Regions from separate parts of the Mus musculus genome. Here region 2 is linked to region 1. A link is a contact called in public Hi-C data. All regions are on one chromosome and are shown on one strand. The core of a region is the stretch at or near the end of the contact, and the rest is flanking DNA. Distances in the headings are between cores, read along the strand shown. Region 1 has its middle 49 kb from the start of Gm36076. Region 2 holds the start of D5Ertd615e (DNA segment, Chr 5, ERATO Doi 615, expressed).

Region 1 (5,798 bases), core at 2,443-4,942:
CCTCTCTGCCTCTCTGCCCCTCTGCCTCTCCTCTGCCTCTCCTCTGCCTCTCCTCTGCCTCTCCTCTGCCTCTCTGCCTCTCTGCCTCCTGCCTCTGCCTCTGCCTCTCTGTCCCTGTTTCTCCCTGCCTCTTCTTCTTTCTGTATGTCTCTCTAATCCTTATCCTGTTTCTATGCTCAGTCATCATTATACCTCTTGCAACCTACAATACCTGGCACATAGAACATACCTGTGATGGGTTGAATTTTATTGTTTCCAAAGTTGCCCTTACCATCTCAGCAGATGATTATTTTAAAGAGGTAAACTAAAGTGAGATCTCGAGGAGGGTCCAAATCTAATACCATGGACATGTTTAGAAGAGGTTCTGACATAGACACGGGGGTGGGATGGGGATGTGATTGTGTGATCATAGGGGAGGGGAGAAGGTGTCATCTGTAAGTCAAGGACAAAGAACTAATCCCTCTCCTACCTGGACCTGGGGCTATTAACTTTGAGAGAGGTGAGAATTTTTTTTTTCTTGTTTAAGCCACCTGCCTGTATTTTGTCATGGCACTGTTAGCAAACTAATGCAAAACTGCAAATGTACTTGTTAAATAAATGAATAGTGATGGCATTGCAACTGCAAAGCAAATATGCCTTTCTTTGTGACTAAATCATGGAGTCCCAGGAGGCTGCCAGCTTATTAACTGGCATGCAGTAAAAGCTCAATAGAAATGAGTGGGTTTGCTAATTAACGTTAACTCATCTCCAAAGAACAGAGTGGATGTTTTGTTTTGTTTTGTTTTGTTTGTTTGCATAGGTTGAAAAGTTTTGTTCAACCCGACCCCCATGATTTAACTGTGACAACTGAGGAGTAAGAAGGCAAGAAAACGAACATTTCCTAATCACCTCTCAGTGGGCTTGGGGCTTTCCTACAATTACTGAAAGTAGTGCTCGTAATTTTGTGAAACAGGTGTTAATGTGTCTGTTTTGCAAAGAGTGGAAGTGAGATGGAACAATCTGTGTGGCTTGTCTAGGGTCCTACACTTCACTGTGTATCATCTCTATGAATCAATATTCATACAGAACCTTTCTTTTCTTTGAATACTTGGAGTCAGTTAGTTCCTCTGTTCTCCTCAGCAATAGAAGACCTTGCTGTGAAGGTCTAAGTGACTCACTCATCACCATGTATTCCTATAACATATTTACATGCATCATATGTAAACATCATGTTTATGTATAACAACTTCCATTCGCCTATAGAAAAAAGAATCTAAGTGGATGAACATGGAGCTCATGAGACACATTAGACATGAACTGACGAGAATACAGTTGGCCTCCCATAGTCTATGAATTCAACATAAAAAATGTAAAAATATCAAGTCGGTGTAGACTTTTCGCTTGACATTTATGTCCTATGTCCTAGACACTACAGTATAACATTTATTTACATAGAATTCCTAGTCTCCTCTATAAGTAATTGGAGAACTGGATATGATAGAAAATGTCACATCAGCATTCACAGGGCAGAGACAGGAGAACCACAAGTTCGAGGTCACCTTGTACTACATAGCAAGATAAATACACAAACATACCAAAGGCCAGGGATATGGCTCAGTGGGAGGGTACCTGTTTAGTGTGCATAAAGCCTTGAGTTCAAACCCCAGCATTGCTACCTAAATAAAATATATAGAATGATGTGGACAGTTTATATGCAAATACCCCTTTACATAAGGGTCTGGAGAACCTATAGATTCAGATGTCCGTGAGAGTTCTGGAATAAATTCTCCCATAGACATCAAAAGATGACTACATATATGTAGCAAACATAGATAAAAGAAATAAACATATATAAAAACGTTTAAATGGTCAAGCCCTCAAAGATCCATTCCTAAGTTACAATCATGTCAGCTGTGGGAGATGGCGCCTACACCCTGCATTGGCAAAATCCACTATGATCCTATTATGGATCTATGTATGTTTTACCAAAGAACATTAGGCAAAACCATAGCTTCCCAGAAGATACTTGCCAATGATAGCTCTTGTCTTGCTTCTCCTCTTGATACTTCTTAACAGCCTACCACCCTTTGCATCTCTCCAATGGAGAAAGAACTATTGGTCCAATTCCCATCCACCTGTAATATTTCTCATTAATTCTCAGTTTTAATATTTAAGATCACACATCATCAACAGAGAAGTCAGATGGAGAGATTGTAGGATGGGTGGAGGAATGGAAGGGTATATGAAAATTGACTCCTCCAGTATTTAGATGGCATGGCTAAAGCTCTACTGATTCTATGCTAGGTGTTCCTCCACAACTTTCCCTGTGTGATCTCAGGAAGCTTCAAAATGCTATCAAATATCTCTTAATTCTGCCTGTGAGTGCACCACAGTAACAGCAAAATAAATATCATACTCAACACCCACCGTGGTATATCTGTTTAACTCTACATCCTTCACAATAATGACCCTGGCTCTGTCCCTGCACATGTCTAATAAAGACACGTTTCTTTCTAAGAAAGATGCTTCCAACCAAAAGTGCCTCTTGGTGGAAGTTTTGGGTTCCATAGTATCATAGTTTTAGGTTCCATAATAATCAGGGTGGTTTATTTACATCAAAGATCTCCAAAGCGAATCACAAGTATAGAGTGGAATATTCTGGGAAGTAGTCATGATTGTGTATGTCCTTGACTTATGTCTTCAGATCCAAAGCCCTGGATTTGAATATACTCTTCCTCAGAAAGCATCAGCTACATAAATTACCTAAGAATTAAATGATTTTTATAACAACTGGCCTTGCTACTGGAACTAACAACAAGAGACCTTGAAGCCTAGTTCTGGTCCAGATTTTAACAACAGGAGCAAGAACCAACAGGCAACTTGTACAGTTTTGTTTGTAGAAATCATGTACAACAATGTCAGATTGTTTACTAAATGTCCTTCTGAATCTAGTAGATCTTTGGACAATGCTTTCTGAGAGGAGAATCTATTTGCTAAGCTCTTGAGAAGGTAGAAGTTGTTAGGCTGTAAAACCACATTCTCATACAATGCAATTTAGTATTGGATTGTTCTTCAGAACCTATTCTTATCACTGGTGGTGTGATCTTGTGAAAAGTGCTGTCAACATCCACACAATAAGAAGAAAAGTCATCCTTCTCTATATTACGGTGATGTGACAGTCTCCTAGACACCAAAACCTCACACAGGGCTCAGCACATCCTTCCCTAGAATGGGTGCCACTATTAATTGTGAAAATTGTACTTCATTGCACCTGCCAACTTCTTACTGGTTCAATTTCCTCTTCTCCATTTAGCACCTCCCTAATTTTCTTTCCAGTATGAATGGACAACAATTTCACTCTTCCATTTCTCTCTACTTATTCACAACCTTGGGGCTTTCCTCCATGTTGCTAACTGAAGGAATTTCTTAACGAATTAAAGACAGCCCTCCCCATCCCCCACCCCCGATGAATTCTGGTGCCAGTTAATACTACTTTTTTTTCCCCACCCGGACAGATGACCTTCTCTAACAGCTATTATTTTTGTATACTCAGATCTGTTTTCTTACATAAGATCTGGCTTCAGTCCTACTTCTCTGAAGAAAGATGAAACCTCTTGGGGAATCTGCTGTGAATCACCATCTCTATTTCTGCAGAGCGCCTGGCTCTTGCTGAATCTAGAAGCCAGGCCAGCTTCTAGGAGAAGCCAAATCACCGCCTACTATGGGAAGAAACCTGGGAGAGGATGGGCAGAGCTCTTAGCAACAGCAATACCCAGTGCAGGGAAGCAGCAAAAGCTTCCCTGGGCTTGAAAAAAATCTCAAAGAGTACTTCTATTCTTTAAGGGAGATTTTGCTTCCAGGAACTGACTGACATGTGAGTCTAAAGAGACATCTGTAGGAGAGATTTTTAGGGAAAAGACCCTTGGACTCAGCTCAGTTTCTTTACAGGAGGCTCAGTCAAGATAGGAGAAAATGGAAATTCCTTAACAAATTAGAAATAGCCTGCTGCTAACACCACAGACTAGGAACTGCTCTTGGTCTGAATTTTTGGTAAATCTGTAATTATACAATGACAAATACATGTTTTTGCTCCACAGTTGGAATGGATCTTACTTATATAAACGAATTGTGACATTTGGAAGAAGGAAGTAAATAACAGAGAGGTCATGTGACTTACTCAGTGCTGCATAGCCAGGAACCTGTGAGAGCCATAGATCCCTCAGGGGTTGGGAACCTCAGGACCCAGCTTCCTGGATATAGATAAATCTGCTCTCTGGAGTCATAGAAGATCTATCAACTGACAGGGTTCTGTTTCCTTTGATGTTCACACAAGCTCTCACCCCAGTAGGGAGCTGGGCCAGGAAGAGTTGAAAGCACCTGCCCCCAGGTCTACAGAAGGACGCATGAAAGATCCAGACTCAAATGCAGACAATCTCACTCCCAACCACAGACTGTAACTGCATGAGCTGAAGGCTGAGCTATCTGCATTCCCAGTGTTGTCCCCTTCCTATGCTGCTCCTAGATCTGATTCTTTTGAGCATTCTTCAGGCTTGTTAGGTCTCTCATTTGTCCCAGTCTGGTAGTGGTACCTCCCCTAATTTTGCTCACTAGGCTTCTTCTCGTGCTTCTACTGTTTTGGATGTGTGGTCAAGTCTTCTAGCCTCTACAGGTCAAACTGAAGTCTTTCCAGAATTTTAGTTGTGCTTTCTACTACAGCTCAAGGCTCATCATTTCTTCCCTTTTCTTTGGGATAGAGCCAGCATTCTTACCTTTAGAGTCTGGGGGACTACAGGATCCAGAGTAAAGATCTCAAGCTACAAGACCTGCTGGACTCAGCTTGTGGTGGGTTTGTTCCACCCTTCATGCCCCAGCAAGCTAATCAAAAGTGCATACACATATCTACTTTCCGCCCAAAAGAGGAGTCACTCTGTATGTCTCAGTCTTACCCACCAACAAAAGTAGCTAACAGCACACAACACATCAGGCTGGGGAATGTTGTTGTTTGTTTGGTAACTGCTGATGGCTAAGTCATCCAGAGCTGAGAGATAACTCTCTTAGAATAAATGGAAGCTTGCTAACACTTCATAGTCTACACGCCTCCTTTCATTCAGTCATTTGAGCACCTTGTTAGGCTGTGCCAGAGGTCTTTGAATTTGTTACTCGTTACAGCATTACCTTAACCCCATTATCTTTCCTGGATCATGACTCTCCTTTTTGAAAATTACCCAACTGCTTGGGTTCCCTCTATGCTTTTTCATGAATCCTTAGCCTTGCTCATTCATTCACTGGGAATGTTTTGCTGCAGGCAGCACTGGGGAGGAATGTCACGCCACAACGTAGCCAAGCCCAGTGCCTTTGTCATCTCCTTAGGTAACACCAGCTGTGGCCCAGTGGGATCACAAACTGGAACTCACTAAGAATATTTAGAAATTAACTAATCAGAGGGATATAGACACCAACATGGATTCATTGACTTTCCTGGAAACAGATCCAGGCTGTGTCGGAGTTCTGAAAAGAGCTTGCATTATAGGGGAACATGCAGTTGAACACAGACTCGAGGAGTTCTCCGAGGCTTCGGTTTAGGCATAGCATCATTCTGAAGCACACTTCACTTTTTCCTTAGTCTCATCACTTTTAAATAGAACAGGAGCCAGCATCTCTGCCCTGATGATCATGAAAACATACATCTATACCATGACTTGCATATTAAGTCAAAGCAGCTTCTTTCATGATATCCAAACAAGAGGAGTGGAAGTGCCCGTCAGCAGGTGAATGGCTGAGCCAGCTCATTTGCATGATGGACGATCACACAGCAGGAA
Region 2 (5,798 bases), core at 1,553-4,052, 550 kb after region 1:
ACGGATAGATAGATAGATAGATAGATAGATAGATAGATAGATAGATAGATAGATAGATAGATAGATTTGGGTATTTTTCTTGGCAGTGATACCTTAATGTCAAAGCCTCCTGGTACCACCATGACATAATGGTATACTAAGGAACACTCTTGGTCATGGCATAGAAGATACTCTTGACCAAGATTCTCTCCCTAACTACATTTTAACCAAGTTCTGAACTCTTTCCAGACTGTTTATCAAGCTTGGCACAAAAAGACTTGAGAAAAAAAAAAATTCACTTCCATAGTTCCTAACAGTTCAAGGCTATATCACCCTCGGCCATCTTACAGTGCCTGCCAGAGGAAACTAGAAGCTTCCAAAAGAGTGTGCTGCCTTTTGGAAGAGTCTCTGAAGATAGGGCTCATCTCCCACGCTCTGTGAAAGGGAGGGGCCTGACCTCATTAAGTGTCAGTTAGCAAACCTAGATAGGTTGCACAGAGACCAAGTCCTCCATCCCACACTTCATAAACTGTCACTGTCCAGACTCTCCTGCCCCTCCCCCTCTATTCCCCTCCCCCTTCATCCTTCCTTGAAAATATCTAGCCAGCTCTGCATGAAGTTCCGTTTTTCACCCATTATGCTAGCCTGTTGCTGACTGAATCCATCCTTAACACTTCAGTGTCTGGTTTTGTTGATCTTTGATACCCCATCAAGAGCTATTCTCCACACCAAACCACCATCAGGGAACAATTATCCAGCTTGACCCTGAAGGATCAACTTGATACAATGCTGAAGTCCTGGCAAGACTTGAGATTAGCAGATCCGAAGCAGGCACCAGCATACGTGTTGCAAATTCCAGAACTCCCTTGGAGCCACGCAGAGTTGACTGGAATTCTAGCTGGCTCTTTCAAGGCCAATGTATAGTGTTTGTGGATCCAAGGGTCACGGTAAGGACTCCTGGGTTAAAGTGAGAGGAAGACCCAGGCTCCCCCGATGTTTGGCTCAGGTTTGCTCTCCAGCTTGCCTGTGTCTGTGTCACTTATCACCATGGGTGCTCCTCTCTGTCACTCAAGATACAGATAGAGAAATCAGCCTTCCCTTAACCGGGGAGAGGAGGGGAGCAGGAAGAAAAATTTTAGCCAGCAGGAGTCCGTCATTTCTTTGAAGCACATATGATGTGCCTGTGCGTGAACACACACACACAAATTTCCAAATAACAGAAAAGTTGCATGGCAAAAATGAAACCCTCCGGATAAATCATGAGCATGCCAAGTGTGCACAGCCTTGATCCACCTCAGCAAAGCTGAGTGCAGCCATTACTCTAAGTCTTCTCAAACCTTCGTGTGGACAGATCAGCTCTTTGCACCCTTAACTTCCAGGTTTAACTCCAGGTCACCAGTTCCCCGAAAGGGGATCTCATGACATGGCCTACACTTACTAGTAAGTGATTTCACTTTCAGATACTGAAGTCTTCCTCTGCCTAAACCTTATCCACAAAGGTCCCAAAAGAGTGCAGAGTCCCAAAAAGGCCTTTAAGGAGGCAGCTGTGACATAAGGCAGTATTTGCTAACCTTTACTTGGAGGTGTCCCTGTATATTCATCCATGTCTACTGTAAGATAAAATAAGGCCCCCAATATGTAAGGGGCCTGATTCCTGGAATCTAAGTGTATGATATTACTTCACAAAGCGTCCTTACACATATGATAAAATAGGAGATAGAGGGGAAGATGGGGAGGGGGAGGGGAAGAGAGGAGAAGGTAGAGGAGAGATTTCTGCTAGATTTCCCAGTACCAAGTGTAAGAGTCGGAGTTTACCTGTAGGCCCCACTTATGCAAGGTCAAGATAACTTTCTGGAATACTGGAAGCTGTAGTTCTTGGGAATTAACAAGCCATGCATTTTGACTCCCCTGAACAAGTTTACTTAATTTTTTTTATACCAGATGTATTTGATTGGATGTAGGCAGAAGTCACATAGGCAGGAAAATATGTCAGGATATATGTTAGCCCCTGGTTTGGAACTAATGGGAAATGCAATGAATTGTGGGTTTTGCCTTTTTAAGTCCTTGAAAAATGTAACTTGTGGCCATTCCCTGGGAACCCAGGAGTAGACCTGGCCAGAGTCCTCTACCTGGCCAGCATTTAATTAAAGCTTGCTTTAAATTTGGTTCAAAATTGTGGAACTGAATTTTTTTTTCTCGAGAATCTCAGGGTGGACACAAGCTTGACACATAGTAAGTACTCAATAAATGTTAAGTGGGCCTAAGCTAGGGTCACTTACCATTTTCTAAGTATGGAGAGTGACAGAACCTATACCAGGGGTGCTGATACAAATAGTAGGGGACCAGGTCTTTCCCTGGGGCTAAGATATGTGCTAACATGGAGGCTACTCCCGTTGTCTGTGCTGTGTTGTGTTTCTCTTTCAGGGACTTTAAGGGCCTGCTCGAGCGATGGCTTAGAGCAGTGGCTGTGACCCTTGAATACAAATCCTCCTGTTGTGGTGACCCCAGCCATAAAATTATTTTCGTTGCTACTTCACAATTGTAATTTTTCTGTTGTTATGAATCATAGTGTAAATATCTGTTGTGCAGGATACCTAATGTGCAACCCCGAATGGGCTGCCACCCACAGGCTGTGAACAGCTCATTTAGAAGCACCTACCTTGAGAGGTTTAGGAAGTGTCTGCTCTGTAGTCAACCAATTTTCATTTCGGTGAAAGAAGTAAACATGAAGGATGAGGGAGGGGGAGGTACATGAACAAGAAGGCGGCAGCATGCACAGCAGTGGTCTCCAGCACTGGCAGGTGGCTTGTCATCCTATGTCTGCACAGAGTCTGAGTCTAAGGAGCCTTGTTCCTTACGGAGTTGCCCAGCACCTATGTGCATCTGTTGCCGACGCCTGCCCCCTTGTGGAATTGTTTCAAACTGCATACTGCCTTCAAAATGCTCTTTTCTTTTCTTTTCTTTTTTTCTTCTCCTTTTTATTGGATATTTTCTTTATTTACATTTCAAATGTTATCCCCTTTCCCAGTTCTCTGCCCTAGAAAAACCCCTGCCCCCACCTCCCCCTGCTTCTATGAGGGTGTTCCCCACCCACCCACCCACTCCTGCCTGCCTCCCTGCCCTGGCATTCCCCTACACAGGGCCATTGAGACTTCACAGGACCAAGGGCCTCTTCTCTTATTGATACCTGACAAGGCCATCCTCTGCTACATATGCAGCTAGAGCCATGGGTCCCTCCATGTGTACTCTTTGGTTGGTGGTTTAGTCTCTGGGAGCTCTGGGGAGATCTAGTTGATTGATACTGTTGTTCTTCCTATGGGGTTGCAAACCTCTTCAGCTCTTTCGGTCCCTTCTCTAACTCCTCCATTGGAGACCCGGTGCTCAGTCCAATGGTTGGCTCTGAGCATTCACCTCTGTATTTGTCAGGCTCTGGCAGAGCCTCTCAGGAGACAGCTATATCAAGCTCCTGTCAGCAAGCACTTCTTGGCATCCACAATAGTGTCTGGGTTTGGTAACTGTATGTGGGATGGATTCCCAGGTGGGGCAGTCTCTGGATGGCTTTTCCTTCACACATTGTCTCCATATTTCCTCCTGTGAGTATTTTGTTCCCCCTTCTAAGGAGGAGCGAAGCATCAACACTTTGGTCTTCCTTCTTCTTGAGCTGCATGTGGTCTGTGAATTGTATTTTGGGTATTTCAAGCTTTTGGGCTAATATCCACTTATCAGTGGGTGCATACCATGTGTGTCCTTTTGTGACTGGGTTACCTCACTCAGGATATTTTCTAGTTCTATCCATTTGCCTAAGAGTTTCATGAAGTCATTGTTTTTAATAGCTGAGTAGTACTCTACTGTGTAAATGTGCCACATTTTCTGCCGCAGACCCTCTGGGTGCAGATGGGCAAGGAGTTGGCGAATGACAGACAGATCAACACAGGAGATTGTGTAGAATCTGAATGTAATTTGTCAAGTCAAGCATCAAACTTTTTATACAGAAGAATAGCAAGAAACCAGACGAGATACAATCCACCAAGTTACAGTGACATAATACAAAATGAATGTATACATCAAAAGAAGGCAGGGACCAGGTCACTGCCACTGAGAAGGGAGCCAGGTGTAAAGCTAGTCTATTGTTAAGCCCACCTCCAGGGGTTCTACTTTAGCAGACCTCCTCATGAATACTGCAATACCACAACCCCCCTATCCTGGGCCCTGATAATTTCTTGTGTGAGTGTAACTTTTAAGTATCTGTGGAGAATCTCCATTTGTCAGAATTCACCAACTTGCTTCTAATATGCAATGTAGCCAGTACTAAAGATTTCTATCTCAGTGGGATTCCCTGGCTCTTTCATGGCATTCCCTTGTTTGGGTGAGATTTGCTACTGTCCTTAGTAAATACTCTGCAGACCAGCTCTGAGCTGCTGGTTCTGTCTTTTGTAATGCTTAATTAGTTACTGAATAGGTAACTTCCTTACTGCATTCATACCGGATTCCAAGCTCAGCTTCAAGCATTTTCTAGGACATTGGAACACTGGCAAAGGCTTAACTATGTCAGAATTCAATCTTTAAAAGCACTTATAATAAAATAATACTAAAAGAGAGCACGTGGATCTATACACCAGACTAACACGGGGATAGGGTATGAGTATACGGGTTAATGAGAACGCCAAAGCTCCAGGAGGTGAGTTTCTGTGAAACTCTTTGCCTCATGAGTGCTTCCAGGCCTCTCGGCCTGCCAAGCAAACTTCACTGGAGTGTGCGTAGCAATTTTCTGAATCCATTCCTCCATTGAAGGACTTGGTTTCAGTGGTCCAGTGTGCCCTGTAAACTACAAGATAAAACTACTAGCTAAGTGCATTTTATGATGTGGTCTTTGCCACCTGAGTCTTCCTCCTCTTTCTGCATTCCCTCAAGCCTGTATTCTCCCAGAAGACTTGTCCATGGTTCCTTGGTAATTCAACAGAAGATTCTTGGGAATCAGTCTAGAGCTCAAAATTGATGTACTTCCTTCCCAAAGCCATGTGACTCTGCAGCCTAACCTCTCTTACCTTCTTCCTCATGTGTGAAATAGGTTCTGCTATCTAGGGTTATTGTAGATTCAAGGAGATTAAACAGAAAGCTCATTAGGGAGACCATGAGCCTCCAGTGCCTAGCCTGTGGGTCATTTACAGACCCATGATCTCTCTCTTTCTAGACTAAACAGCTATGAACCACCACATGACTGATGAAGCACTCTCTGCTGACAAGATCTTGCAGTCTGATGAGACAGGAATTCAATATTAGCAAACTTAACAAAGACAGTTGTAGAGTTTTAAGATAGTTTACATTGCCACCACCCTCCAAAGAGGAACAGGAAAGATAAAGGTTGCAGGCGAACTGAATTGAGATAGAAGGTCTGAGGGCAGGAAACCCAGGAAAAGAAACAGGGAGGCAGGGGAGGCAGGGGGCCAACACATCCCACTATCAAGTTGGGTCAGTGCTGGGCAGTAGAGCCTGGCCCTTAACCTAGGTTGTGATGAGTCCCCCAGCACCTGGATCAGCAGACAGCAGTAGAGCTGCCTGTCAGCTGTTTAAACTTATGTGTGGATTTAAAGCACTTTGATGTCCCACAGTCCAAAGGATTCCTCAAAGGACAAACCCCAGAAAGGCTAATGAGAGAAGGTGAAACTGTCCTAGTAGGGCAGGTTTTACCAGTCATTCATATATATAGTCGTACCTCATTGCACCTGTTTTCTCATCTGTAAAATGGGAGCTAACAATGCCTATTCAATAGGGTCATCGTGAGGATGGAGTAAATGGTGAGGAGTTAGAACAGTGACTCC

Evidence for each region. Hi-C and Micro-C count contacts between places; a contact is called where the count stands out from the background.
Region 2: a Hi-C map of cortical neurons shows a contact between it and region 1, with 2.1 times the contacts expected there. The contact joins the promoter of D5Ertd615e here to the enhancer-like site in region 1. A contact is called at or near these places in 1 of 484 Hi-C or Micro-C datasets (cortical neurons) and 3 of 115 datasets of contacts at active chromatin or transcription factors (bone marrow-derived dendritic cells, embryonic stem cells and stem cell-derived neural progenitor cells).

Annotation. Positions count from the first base shown.
Region 1 is chr5:44,873,464-44,879,261 of GRCm38.p6, forward strand. No RefSeq gene overlaps it. Among named protein-coding and RNA genes, the nearest start is that of Gm36076, 49 kb to the right of the region's middle. Within about 2 kb of position 3,693, at least 50 of the 459 cell types and tissues checked have an H3K27ac peak or open chromatin away from gene starts, as enhancers often do. A contact at or near this core is called in cortical neurons, where this site is marked.
Region 2 is chr5:45,421,598-45,427,395 of GRCm38.p6, forward strand. D5Ertd615e (DNA segment, Chr 5, ERATO Doi 615, expressed) reads right to left here and starts at 2,803. Exons shown (of 6, transcript NR_131933.1): 1 at 2,639-2,803.